Regions from separate parts of the Gossypium hirsutum genome. Here region 2 is linked to region 1. The links are chromatin contacts, called in public Hi-C maps. All regions are on one chromosome and are shown on one strand. Each heading gives the region's core, a stretch centred on a gene start, on an enhancer-like site or on the middle of the called end of the contact. The rest is flanking DNA. Distances are from core to core; before and after follow the strand shown.

Region 1 (6,130 bases), core at 1,305-3,804:
TTTTATCATTGAAATAGATTCTTGAGATTTGTGAAATTAATTAGTAACAGTGTTATAAATATTATTTGTCTTGCACTATTTTAAAAATGCGAATTGTAATAATGAATGTGCTAATTGAATTTGAATATGGAGTGTAACACCTTATACCCCAAATCTGGCGATCGAGTCGGGTATGGGGTGTTATATGAATTTAATATTTTATGGAGAATAGAGAATCAAATATGAGAAAGGAAAGATGAAAAATATAGATATGAAAGGGAATTTAATATTTTATGGAAAATACATATCTCTATTTTCCATATTTGTTATTCTCTTTCTTTTCCTATATTTGATTCTCTATTTTTCATATACTCATTTTTCCTTTCCCATTCAAATTTCCCTTTTTCTTCTCAATTGAAAAAGCTAACCATCATACTCAGTTGTCCTTTTTATTTTTATTTTTATTTTTATTTTATTTTATTTCTTTTCCTTCTTCATAGGTTCTTCTCTCCATCGGAACAATAGGGCCATTATGCTCATTACTAAACTTGTTGAAGAGATGAAATATAACCAAGGTATATCTTTTTGATCAGAGGTTGAATCGATCATCAGAAGAAGAATTAGGCCAAAAATTAGGATACATTCTGGGAAAATAAAACTTCCATCGAAGAGAAGCAAATGAAAGGCTTTCATAAAAATTCTCGTAGAATCGAGAATGAAGTTTTCATTCTGTACATGCCAGATCATGAATTAGTAACTGCATCCAATCTCCAAAAAAAATCCCAATTGTTTTGAACTTTCTAGTTTTGGAATGGGAATATTTACGGAATCCCCATGAATAGGATCAAACCTTATTCCATGGTATTTACATGAGATTCCTCTTTCTTATTCTTAATTGAAAACCCTAGCTGCCATACTCAATGCCACTGATGCCGCCATTTACAATGGCTTTTTGTGCCGATTTCGACACCAAAAAAGATATTTCCTCCTTCTCGTTGACTTTTACAGTTTAGATCTCCTAGTAGCCAACTCAAAATCTTCTAAAACAATGACCAAAACTTTGAACTATTTTTTCTACAATTTTTTTAAAAAAATATCACCGGTACCGCTTGACACGGCGACAACACCTAAAAATATTTTTTTAAAATATTTTAACGGGTGTCACCTGACATATCGATGACACCCATTAAAATTTCTTTTTCCTTTTTTTTTCTCCATCGTGAATACCTATATTTTTAACGAGTATTCTAAAAAATACATAATGGTGCGGCCTGACATAGTGGCAGAACCTAAAAAGATATTTTTTAAGAAGCTGATGATTGGCTAATAATGAGGGGACAGTGCCACCGGTGAGTCAGGAGGCATTGGCGGTCATTTTTGAGAACAAGTCATTTACGTACATTAATTTTTTACTTGGACCATTTTCATAAATAATTCTTTTAGGATTAATTGCGTAAAAAAGCCCCCTATTCCCGACATGTGACATATATATTGTCTTAAAATTATTTAAATTTGAAATCAAATTGATAGAATGTGTTAGTATTAGAGGGTTAAATTTGTTATCAAACCAGTAAAATAAACTCATGTTAGCATTTTCATCAAATTTTAAATGGCTCCAAAAATTTTGATTCCGAATAGATTAATGTTAACATAAAAAAAATAAAAATTTAAGGGATAAATCCCAAAGATGTACAAGAAATATGGTTTAATATGCAATTGCATATATGAACTTTGATTTGTGCAATTTTACACATGAAATTTTGATTTGACCCAATTTTGTAAATTATTAACACAATTATTGATATAACATCATTTTATGTTTATATATTGTATATATAAATAATTATATTTATCCAATATAAAAAAAATTTAATGTATTTATTTCTTTAAATTCGCATGATCAAATCAAAATTAAAGTTTTAAATATATATTAAAACTATAATTAAAGTTTTATATGTATAATTGCACCAAATTAAAACTTATATATATAATTACATATTAAATCAAAATATATATAATTTTAAAATTAATCCCAAAATTTAATAAAAAATACAACACGAATAATAATTTAATCAACATTTCTATACTTCATCCAAATATAATATTAATCCTAATACAAAATTCTTATACGATTTCAATGGAAATGACACCAATTGAATTTAGCTTTTTTGGCGGTAGAAACAAATTAAATATAATACTTGAAAATTTTACCTTCAAAATTATTTTTATTAATTCCCTCCCATCTACTTCTGAATTTCTTACCAAAATCAAAATAGAAGGTTATAATAATAATAATAATAATAATAATTGAATAAACATTTAACCTCGACGCAAGTCTCAAATCTTTAATTTAAAATTAAATAAGTTCCATTCACCCAAAGCAAAAAAAAAAAAAAAAAAAGCCAAAATAGGAAAGATGTAATTATGAGATTCCATCAATTGGGCAACTTACTTGGATTCGTTACAACCAAGCTTTATCCATATATTGAATCCACAAATAGTATATACTTGTACACACTCAAATTTATTTTAAAAGTTATTAACTATTTTTAACCATATATAATTTCTTGTGCCCTATATAAATATCATCTTATTTATGATTCACTCACACTTCACACCATCAAGACATATATACACCATATATGCTGATTGCACTTTTCCATCAATCATCAGTTTCTTGTTATTCTTTTTTATCTGTATGATAAGAGCGCCATGGAGACAGGTCAAACCGTAACCCCGATCCCGCTATGGAATATTGTGGTGATTTCAGCCATTGCCGCCGGGATCCAATTCGGATGGGCTCTGCAACTTTCTCTTCTAACCCCTTATGTCCAAACCCTTGGTGTTCCTCACGTCTGGGCTGCTTTCATTTGGCTTTGTGGTCCCATCTCCGGCCTCGTCGTTCAACCCATTGTAGGCTACAGCAGTGACCGTTGTACCTCTCGCATCGGTCGTCGCCGACCCTTCATTGCTGTTGGAGCTTGTTTCGTTGCCGTCGCTGTTTTCATGATTGGCTTCGCCAAAGACATCGGTCACCGATCTGGTGATTCACTGCAAAATCCCACAAAGCCTAGGGCCGTTGCCATCTTCGTTACAGGTTTTTGGATCCTCGATGTGGCTAACAACATGTTACAAGGTCCATGCCGCGCTTTCTTGGCTGACCTTTCGTCGAATGATCATAAAAGAATGAGGATCGCCAATGCGTGGTTCTCGTTTTTCATGGCTGTTGGCAACGTTTTAGGTTATGCAGCTGGTTCCTTCTCAGATCTCCACAAGCTCCTACCCTTCACACAAACAACCGCCTGTGATGTTTACTGTGCAAACCTCAAAACTTGTTTCATAATTGACATTGTTTTCCTCCTGTCTATCACAATAACCGCCATTACCACCGTGAAAGAGACACCAATAACAAGAAAGGAAGCTGGAGACGAAGAGGACAACGAAGGAAGGTCATCGGGGCGGCCTTTCTTTGCGGAGTTAGTGATGGCATTCAAGACCCTGAAAAAACCAATGTGGATCTTGCTTCTGGTGACATGCCTTAATTGGATGGCATGGTTTCCATTCTTGTTGTACGACACTGACTGGATGGGGGCGGAAGTATACGGAGGGAAAGTGAAGGGGAGTGCAAGCCAACAAAAATTGTACGACGAGGGAGTGCGTGCGGGTGCGTTGGGTCTAATGATAAACTCCATAGTGTTGGCGTTCGCGTCGTTGGGGTTAGAGCCTGTGAGCCGGTTGATAGGTGGAGTGAAGAACATGTGGGGGGTGGTGAACTTGATATTGGCAGCATGCTTGGCGGGGACGGTGTGGATCACCAAGGTGGCGGAGGCATGGAGGGGTGAACATGGACCACAAATCTTGACCCCTCCACCAACCAGAATCAAAACCTCTGCCTTGGCTTTGTTTGGGTTGTTGGGTATTCCACTTGCGGTTAGTTTTCCTTTTTTACCTTTCTTCACACTTAATCTCCAGCTCTTTCATAAATGTGTGATGCTACGTAATGGAAAAAGGTTTAAGTCACCCTCCGTGATTCACTATTAAATCACGGACACACCTTCACCATCAAAATAATTTTTCTTCATAATCATCGCCTGTTGGTTTTTAAGTAATTTTCAGACTTCTTTGGATCATTTTCTATAATTTATTTGGGCTTTTAAATTAACACACATTAATGGTATATACTTAAAACATGACAAATACACAACAAATTATATTTATAAAATATTTTAAAAAAATATTAATACAAGTTGAAATAAATTTCAAGAATGTTAAGATACTATTAATTATGATAAAAACAAAAAAAAATTCATGTGATAGTACAATTTTAGGAAAATTTATGGATATAAGAAAGATTTACATCTAAAATTTTTGGAGGCTCAATGTTTTGTTGAAGGTAAAATGTAGAGGCTTATTGAAATATAATTAAATTGAATTTGCATCACACTTTAATTTTTTTTTCTTATATATCAAATGATGCAGGTTCAAAGTTAAAAAAAAAAAGTGATACAAATTTGGTTGGCTAAAGATTATAAAAGTTTTAGGAAAATTGTTGCCTTCACAATAATACCCAATTCTTCAAGAGACCCATTCCTTTTTTAAATGGAATGATAGAAGGTTAGGTAAGTAAGGTTTAGAGTTTATCATTTAGCTAACCTAAACTAGACCCTTTTTTTTCTTAAACCATAAGCTTTATACCCTTTTATTAGTAATATTTTTGAAATCAATTTTAACAATCATGATTGGTAAAAATTAATATTTTTAATTTAGAGTTGAGTTTGGACATGAAAATAATTATCCAAGGTTAGATCCATAAGCACGAAATTGTAAAATAATCAATAAATATAATGATGTTTGATGCAGGTAACATTTAGCATTCCATTCGCATTGGCATCCATCTATTGCTCTGAAGAAGGTGGCGGTCAAGGTATGTTACAGTGGTGTTAATGATGTAGTGGCTATGCTTAATGCTTATACTAGCTTTTTACACACAAGTAAAAGTATTATGAAATATCTTATAAATGATATTTTGATTTTTATATTTAAAAAATAAATTAATTAATTTTTATACGTTAAATTAAAGAGTAAATTAATCTTTTTATTAATTTTTTATCCATTTTTACTGTTAAAAATTAGTCTTTATATGTTAGTAGAGGGTACATGTGGCATGTCACGCTTCACTGTCTGGTTATTCTATCAACTACACCAGTTTTTAACAATACAAAGAGATGAATTTTTTAAAAGAAAAGAATAATTTGCTCTTTGATTTAATTTACAAAAAATAAAATTTTTTTTGAATAGAAAAACCAAAATACAATTCGATTCTTACTATAAAAACTTCTATGGTACATTTACCAGAGAGAAAGGGACCACATGACTATTTTTTAAACTATACGCTAAGAATATGTAATTACCATTTTAATTAAATTGAATAATGTTACATGTATTCTACCTACTAAATTTGATGGTGATCCAAAAATTGTAGGTCTGTCTTTGGGAGTACTAAACTTGTCTATAGTTATCCCACAGGTAAAACATCAACTTCTTTGCCTCTGCTCTGCTCATTTTACATTGAATTTCAAACAATAATTATAACGTTTTGGTGTTAAGAAAAAAGATGAATGATATAGTTGTTTCAACTAAAAATAGATTCATAAAATAAAAAGGGTGTTGAATTGGGAAATGTGACAGATGATTATATCAGTGATTAGTGGACCGATAGATGCAGCATTTGGTGGCGGAAACTTACCAGCCTTTGTATTGGGGTCTATTTTGGCTGCCATTAGTGCTTTATTGGCAATATTTGCACTTCCCAATCCCAAAACACAACTCTCTCTCAACTCAACCGGAATGGCTGGAGCCCATTGACCACTGTCATGGAAGAAAGTGAGATACTATATTGTTTCCTTTTTTCTTTAATTTTCTGGGATCTACTCTCTTGTCAGAATTTCTTAATTACTGACTGATGTAAGTTCTTGAATGTGGCATTAGCCTTCCTTGGATCTTAAGTTTTATGGCGATATTTATATTTTGATTGTAGCACTATGCTTTACTCCTTTCTAGATATGCTGCAAATTAAAATTTCAAAATATATCAAAATAAAATTTTGCTTCTAAATCTTTATATCTTGAATATATATAGAGAGAGAAATTTA
Region 2 (6,130 bases), core at 1,793-4,292, 830 kb before region 1:
CAAAGCACATTTATTAATTCAATAAGAGGAGTTTAAATTCCATTAGGAATTTCTTAGTTAAAGTTAACATCCAAGTCAAATAAGTGCCATACCACACATGCTATATAATCGGCTAGTTGACTAGGTCTAATTATGAGTTTATCACTTTTGATTTAAATAAAAAATCAAGTTTATATATTTAATTAATCTAATAATAAAATAATTTTAAGGAAATAATTGATTAATTTATAAAAATCAGTTCTAATTTCGTTAAAATCATGATCGTACTAGATTTTATATGTAAACATATGTAATTATTCAAATAGAATTAAACAACAATGATTATTTAATTTAATTTCAGATATAATTAAATAATAATTGCAAAAAATATAATTAATCCTAAATTATCTCTTACACATGTAATCTATTTCTCATTTGTCGTTTTTGTCTACTGTTGTTGATAGTTACATTGAACTAAGGGATGGACACAATCAAAGTTAATGGTGATGCTGCTACTAAAACCTGAAAAATATTGTAGGTATACTACGCCAGAAAGATTATAGAAGGTACCAAGCAAAGTGATTGAAGTCATAGTCATAAAGAATGAAACAAATGAATGCGGAAGCAGATCATAAAGTTTGTTAAAGTCAAGGATTTGACTTAGGGCTCTAGACGTTCGGAAAGAAGCTTGAATTTTTGAAACAATCTGAAACGCAATCAAATCCAAGTTAGATAAAACAATTAAAATAAATAACTAAGATAATTAAAATAGAATAATCAATCTACAATTAGTATAATAAGAAAGAAAATAAATAATATAGATGGAAATATAGAACGTGGTATGTAGAAGTCCTAAGAGGCCTTAGAAATATGAAGAATCTACAACCCTCTTCAAGTGGTTCTAATTTCCCCTTCAAGAAAGAAAACTTGATAAGAAAAGGTTGAAAATGATCCCCATAATTTATAAAGATTGTTAAAACTCTTCTGAAAGAAACTTAAGAGAAATTCTTAAAAAAAAAACTCAAAGAGAATTTATAAACTCAAAAGAGAAGTTGAATGATAATGAAATTAAATAAATCTAAATAAAACTATTAACTATACTAGAACTTTGATTTAATCTAAATAAGAAGTAGTTTTAAACTAAACTTTTTTATTAACATAAAACTCCTAAATAACTTAAAATACTTAATAATTATAAAAATTTAGAATAAAATAATAATAAAATAGTAAGAGTAGATAAATATAATATTGGGCTCATATATAATAAAAATTAGGCCTAAACCTGGAACCCAATATAATTTAAAATCGAATTGAAAGCTTGAAATTCGTAATTCCCATCATAATCCTGTTCAAAAATTCTGCTCTCGCAGTCTTCACTAAAACGGTCATAACTTGAGATCTCGAAATCAAAATCGAATGATTAGAAATGTGTTTCGAAGCTAAGAGATAGACCTTCAAATGCCATGCAGACATCTTAACCTAGAAATGTCATGATTCCATCCAAAAAGTTATCGCAAGTCTACTGATTTTTCAAACTTGAAAATTGACAACTTTTGTGATTAGAATTTAATAAATTTCACCCATTCGTGCAAGTGCATATATGATGTAGCTTTTAAGGCTTAGTGCCAATTTGATAATGAGTTGCTACTGGAGAAATGTGATATTTGAGTCAGATAATAATGTTGTAATTAATACCCTCACAGACCCTTACAAATCCCCCCGGGGGATTAAAGTTGCTGCGGATGACATTTTATCTATTATTTCTTATTGCTCCTTTGTCCATTTTAGTCACTCGTTTGGGAAATGTAATTGTGTGGCAGATTAGGTTGCAAGGAGCATGACTAGAGATAACCTACTTGGCAAGTTATAATCCCTGCAGGCATTGGAAATTTTGCTGTTATTTTCTTTTGAAAATAATTTTTTAATTAAAAATGTTATCGTAAAGATAGGATTTAAAAGTAGTAAACGAAACACGAAAAAGTGAGTGTCAGGTGAACATGTGAAAAAAATATGGGAGACAAAAAGTAAATCTTTAGATATCTAATTGTCAATTACAAAGTGAGAAGCAATGGCGACTGAGGGTAGTAACTATTCATAATGTCTATTAGAGTATAGACTCTGTTAGTCTGTTACTAATTTGTTATACTCGTATGACTGACTGTTATGACTAACTGTTGCTAACCACTTACTAACAATATTCCAGCCTGTATAACAAATTAGTAACAGACTAACAGGATTTATAATCTAATAATGTCTGTCAATGCTTCATGCTGCCTTCTCAAGCAAACACAACATAACATTTTACTACTAAGCCAAGAACGTGTTAATCTTTCTATGGAACTGTATTGTTCTATTTTTTACAAAACCATATTTATTTGGCTCAACTTAAGTTGGAGCTATCAAGCAAAAAGATGTAAAATAATTCATTCTTTACATTAAATTGAACTTTAAAATGAAACTCATTCTTAAATTTTAAGTTGAACTTTACAGTTTACACAAATATGAAACCGCTGAATATTTTCTTGGGAAAGCCATTATTGATGTGGTGCAACCAGGCTTTGGCTAAAGCATTGCAAAGGACACCATGGTCCATGACTGATTGATGTGTTCCTTGCAGTTTTTCCAACATGTCAAAACTCTTAACCACAAAACACTGTTTGTTAAAATGTTCTAATATCCATATATGATCATTTATAGAAATAAGAAACACGTCAAGCAAAAGCCAGTATTGCAGGTTCTAGTAAGTAGTTCTTAGGCTTGTCCTCACCTTGCCTTCAAATGAATAGCAGGCAATTAGTCCCGGAAAGCATAAGGCCTTCGATGTTGATCCAAACTAGTTTTAATGCTAAGCCCACAGAAAGCTTGCCTTATGATAATCCAAACTTGGGACCTATCTTCCCTCCAGTCCAAAAGGAAGGGCTATATCTTTTTGCTAAAACCATATAATATAATAATACAAACAAAAGAAATATTAAATCCGACTAGACTAGGGCTGTGGAGGAAACTTGGAATAGATCCAATAGACAAAGGTAATTAGACATGAAAGACTCTAGAACCTAGCCTATCGGCTGCTCTTTTTTCGATTCGCACTGTGCTGCTGAGTTTAGTTATCGCTAGAATCTTCCCAGCTTCTTACAAATTAATTACATTATCAGAAATTTCAAGAATTTCACTACTTTTATCCACATATAAATATCCCCTCAAATCTTCTTACAATGGCAATAGAATTTAACATTGAAGTAGCGTTCCCTTTAAGTCACTAGTTCCAGACTTCCAATTCAAGAAATCTAGTTCACTCTTACTCAGCATATATACACAATGAGGCTCTTGCTGTTGCTCTTGGCGTGTTATGTTGGCCTATGCAATGGATCGAGTTTGCTGCCATTCATGGATCCAGGGAGTGGCAGTCTGTTATTGCCTGATCCGTCCCGAGTGTTAGAGCAAATCCCACTTACCCTGGAGAGGGACGAGAGCTTGGCACTGTCTCCAGCCAGGGTGGACTGGAAGGCAACAGCGGAGGGGCATAGGATAATGTTGGATGTGCCGGGGTTGAAGAAGGAAGAGCTGAAGATCGAAGTGGAAGAGAACCGTGTGCTGAGGGTGAGCGGGGAAAGGAAGAGAGAGGAAGAGAAGAAGGGCGATCATTGGCACAGGGTAGAACGCTCCTATGGCAAGTTTTGGAGACAATTTAGGCTGCCTGAGAACGTAGACTTGGACACTGTAAAGGCTAAGCTTGAAAATGGGGTGCTTACTTTGTCATTGGCCAAGTTGTCTCCCGATAAGATTAAGGGTCCGAGGGTTGTCCACATTGCTTGGTGAGGCTAACTAAGCACCCAAGCTTCAGGGTAAGGATGCCAAGCAGGGGCTTTAGACCCATCCTTGAATTGTTTTTCATGGCTTTCAAAACTTTTTCCAGCCTGTTTATGTAGATGAATATATATGAGAAAATAATTACTAAAATTGAATAAAAATATTATCAAAATTATAATGTAACGTAATGCAATGTAAGATATTGGTGTACCTAAAATTTGATTTTCACGATGCTATTATGTTTTCCTAACGAATCATCTTTGTCTGCTCCTCTCTCTCAAGGTTTGTTTTGTTAAATGTGTTTAAAGATATTTCAACCTCGATATGCTACACGAAGGCAGAATCATTTTCATTTATATAATTTATAATATTAACTTTCAGAAATTTAAAAATTAATTTATTTATTTGAGGATGTGCTTGGATAGGAGATTTAAAAAATAAAATTTATTTATACTTAAGTTTTAAAAATTTTAAAAAAGAATTTATTTATTTAGATAAATATAAGAGAGAATTTTAAAATTTGTGAGGAATTGAAGAGATTTGAGTAGTTTAATTTTTTTAAAATTTTATTCAAAGTGTTTTTTTTAATTTCTCATGATTTTAATTTATTTAAAGCACACAATTTCATTATAAAATAAAGAATTTAAATTTCAAAAATTAATTTTATTTATTACAATATATTTTTTATTTTATTAAAGATATTTATAATTTTTTACAAATTTAATAAATCCATATTATGCTATTTATTTTTAATATTATTTTTATATTGATAAAGTTTCAATAATTTAATTTTTTATAAAATAATTATTTATCCAAACAAAACAATTACAATTCAAAAATTTTAAAATGTTAGCTTTTTAAAATATCTAAAATTTTAAAATTTTACGATTGAAATTTGAAGAGGAAAAAATTGAATTCATATAAATTCTAAATTTTTTTTCTTATGTATATTTAAACAAATAAATTCACTCTTGAAAATTAAAAATTTAGATAAAATTTAAACCCTCTTTTAAATCACTCCATATTATATATATATATATATGAAGAGGGATACATTTATATTGGTGTAACTTTATAGTGATTTTTACACTCTTGTATAACTTTTTATACTATTAATATTTTAACAATTCAACTATTCTATTTCATGTTCCATTCATGTAAATTATGCATGTCAAATTCAGAGTGAATTTAAAATTTTTAACTATGGTTTATATAAAAAACTTTCAACCATTCAATAAATATTAATATATAATATTTTGGATTAGTATAATAAAGATATCGGATCAATTCAAAATTTTACATGCATGGCGAGTAAAATTATATAGATTAATTCAATGGTTGAATTGTCACTTGTTCGAAAATTGCCCATCAAACCTAAAATCCGTGTATTAGATGGGTAACCAAAACCAGAACCAAGGTAGGTAAGGACCACAATCCAATTTTTATAACCCATCTTGACGAAACCACCCGAATTTTTCCTAGAGTAACCAAAGGGCTGGTCCCAATAACACTTATCTGCAACTCAGACTGACCCAACCAGCTGGATTTACTCAACAAGTTCAAAAACCACCACAAGTACAACCTTTCAATAGTTTGGAAAACCTATTGAAGGCATATATGGCAAAGAATGATGCCATTTTAAGGAATTTGGAGAATCAAGTGGGTCAACTTGCATCTGAACTTAGGAACCGACCACAAGGTGCTTTGCTTAGTGATACGAAAAATCCAAGAAATATGAGAAAGGAGCATTGTAAAGCATTGACTCTAAGGAGTGGAAAAACGATACAACCCAACACTGTCGAAGTTGTAGAGGAGCCAACGGATGTTCGTTATAAAGTGGAAGTTCAACCGAGTGTTGAAAATCCAACTCCACCAGAACCAAAATTTGCAAAATCTAATAAGGTAATTTCTAACCCAGTTAATTTTGATAAACTAACATCTTTGTTAGACGCAGAAATGTCACAGCAGACAAATTGTCCAGCACAAGTAAATAATCTTCCACCGCCCTACCCTCAAAGACTTCAGAAGTAGAAACAAAAAGTCCAGTTTACGAAGTTCTTAGACGTACTCAAGCAACTTCACATCAACATTCCGTTGGTGGAAGCTCTTGAGCAAATACCAAACTATATCAAATTTATAAAGGATATCTTGTCCAAGAAACAGAGACTTAGAGAATTTGAGCCAATAGCTCTGACAAAGAAGTGTAGTGCATTACTGTAAGATAAGCTACCCCTAAAATTAAAGGATCTAGGATGTTTTACCATACCTTGCAATATCGGGGAAACTTATTGTGGTAAGGCATTGTGTGACTTATGGGCAAGTATCAACCTGATGCCCATGT

What was found. A called contact is a pair of places that touch in the nucleus more often than the background predicts.
Region 2: a Hi-C map of leaf shows a contact between it and region 1, with 3 times the contacts expected there. The contact joins the promoter of LOC107894831 here to the promoter of LOC107895105 in region 1. A contact is called at or near these places in 6 of 34 Hi-C or Micro-C datasets (callus and leaf).

What each region holds. Positions count from the first base shown.
Region 1 is chrA13:87,444,441-87,450,570 of Gossypium_hirsutum_v2.1, reverse strand. LOC107895105 (sucrose transport protein SUC8) reads left to right here and starts at 2,554. Exons shown (of 4, transcript XM_016820336.2): 1 at 2,554-3,909; 2 at 4,840-4,903; 3 at 5,462-5,505; 4 at 5,668-6,015. The coding sequence starts at 2,692. The coding sequence ends at 5,844.
Region 2 is chrA13:88,274,754-88,280,883 of Gossypium_hirsutum_v2.1, reverse strand. It overlaps LOC107894831 (22.0 kDa class IV heat shock protein), which reads left to right and starts at 3,042. Exons shown (of 1, transcript XM_016820029.2): 1 at 3,042-4,005. The coding sequence starts at 3,298. The coding sequence ends at 3,798.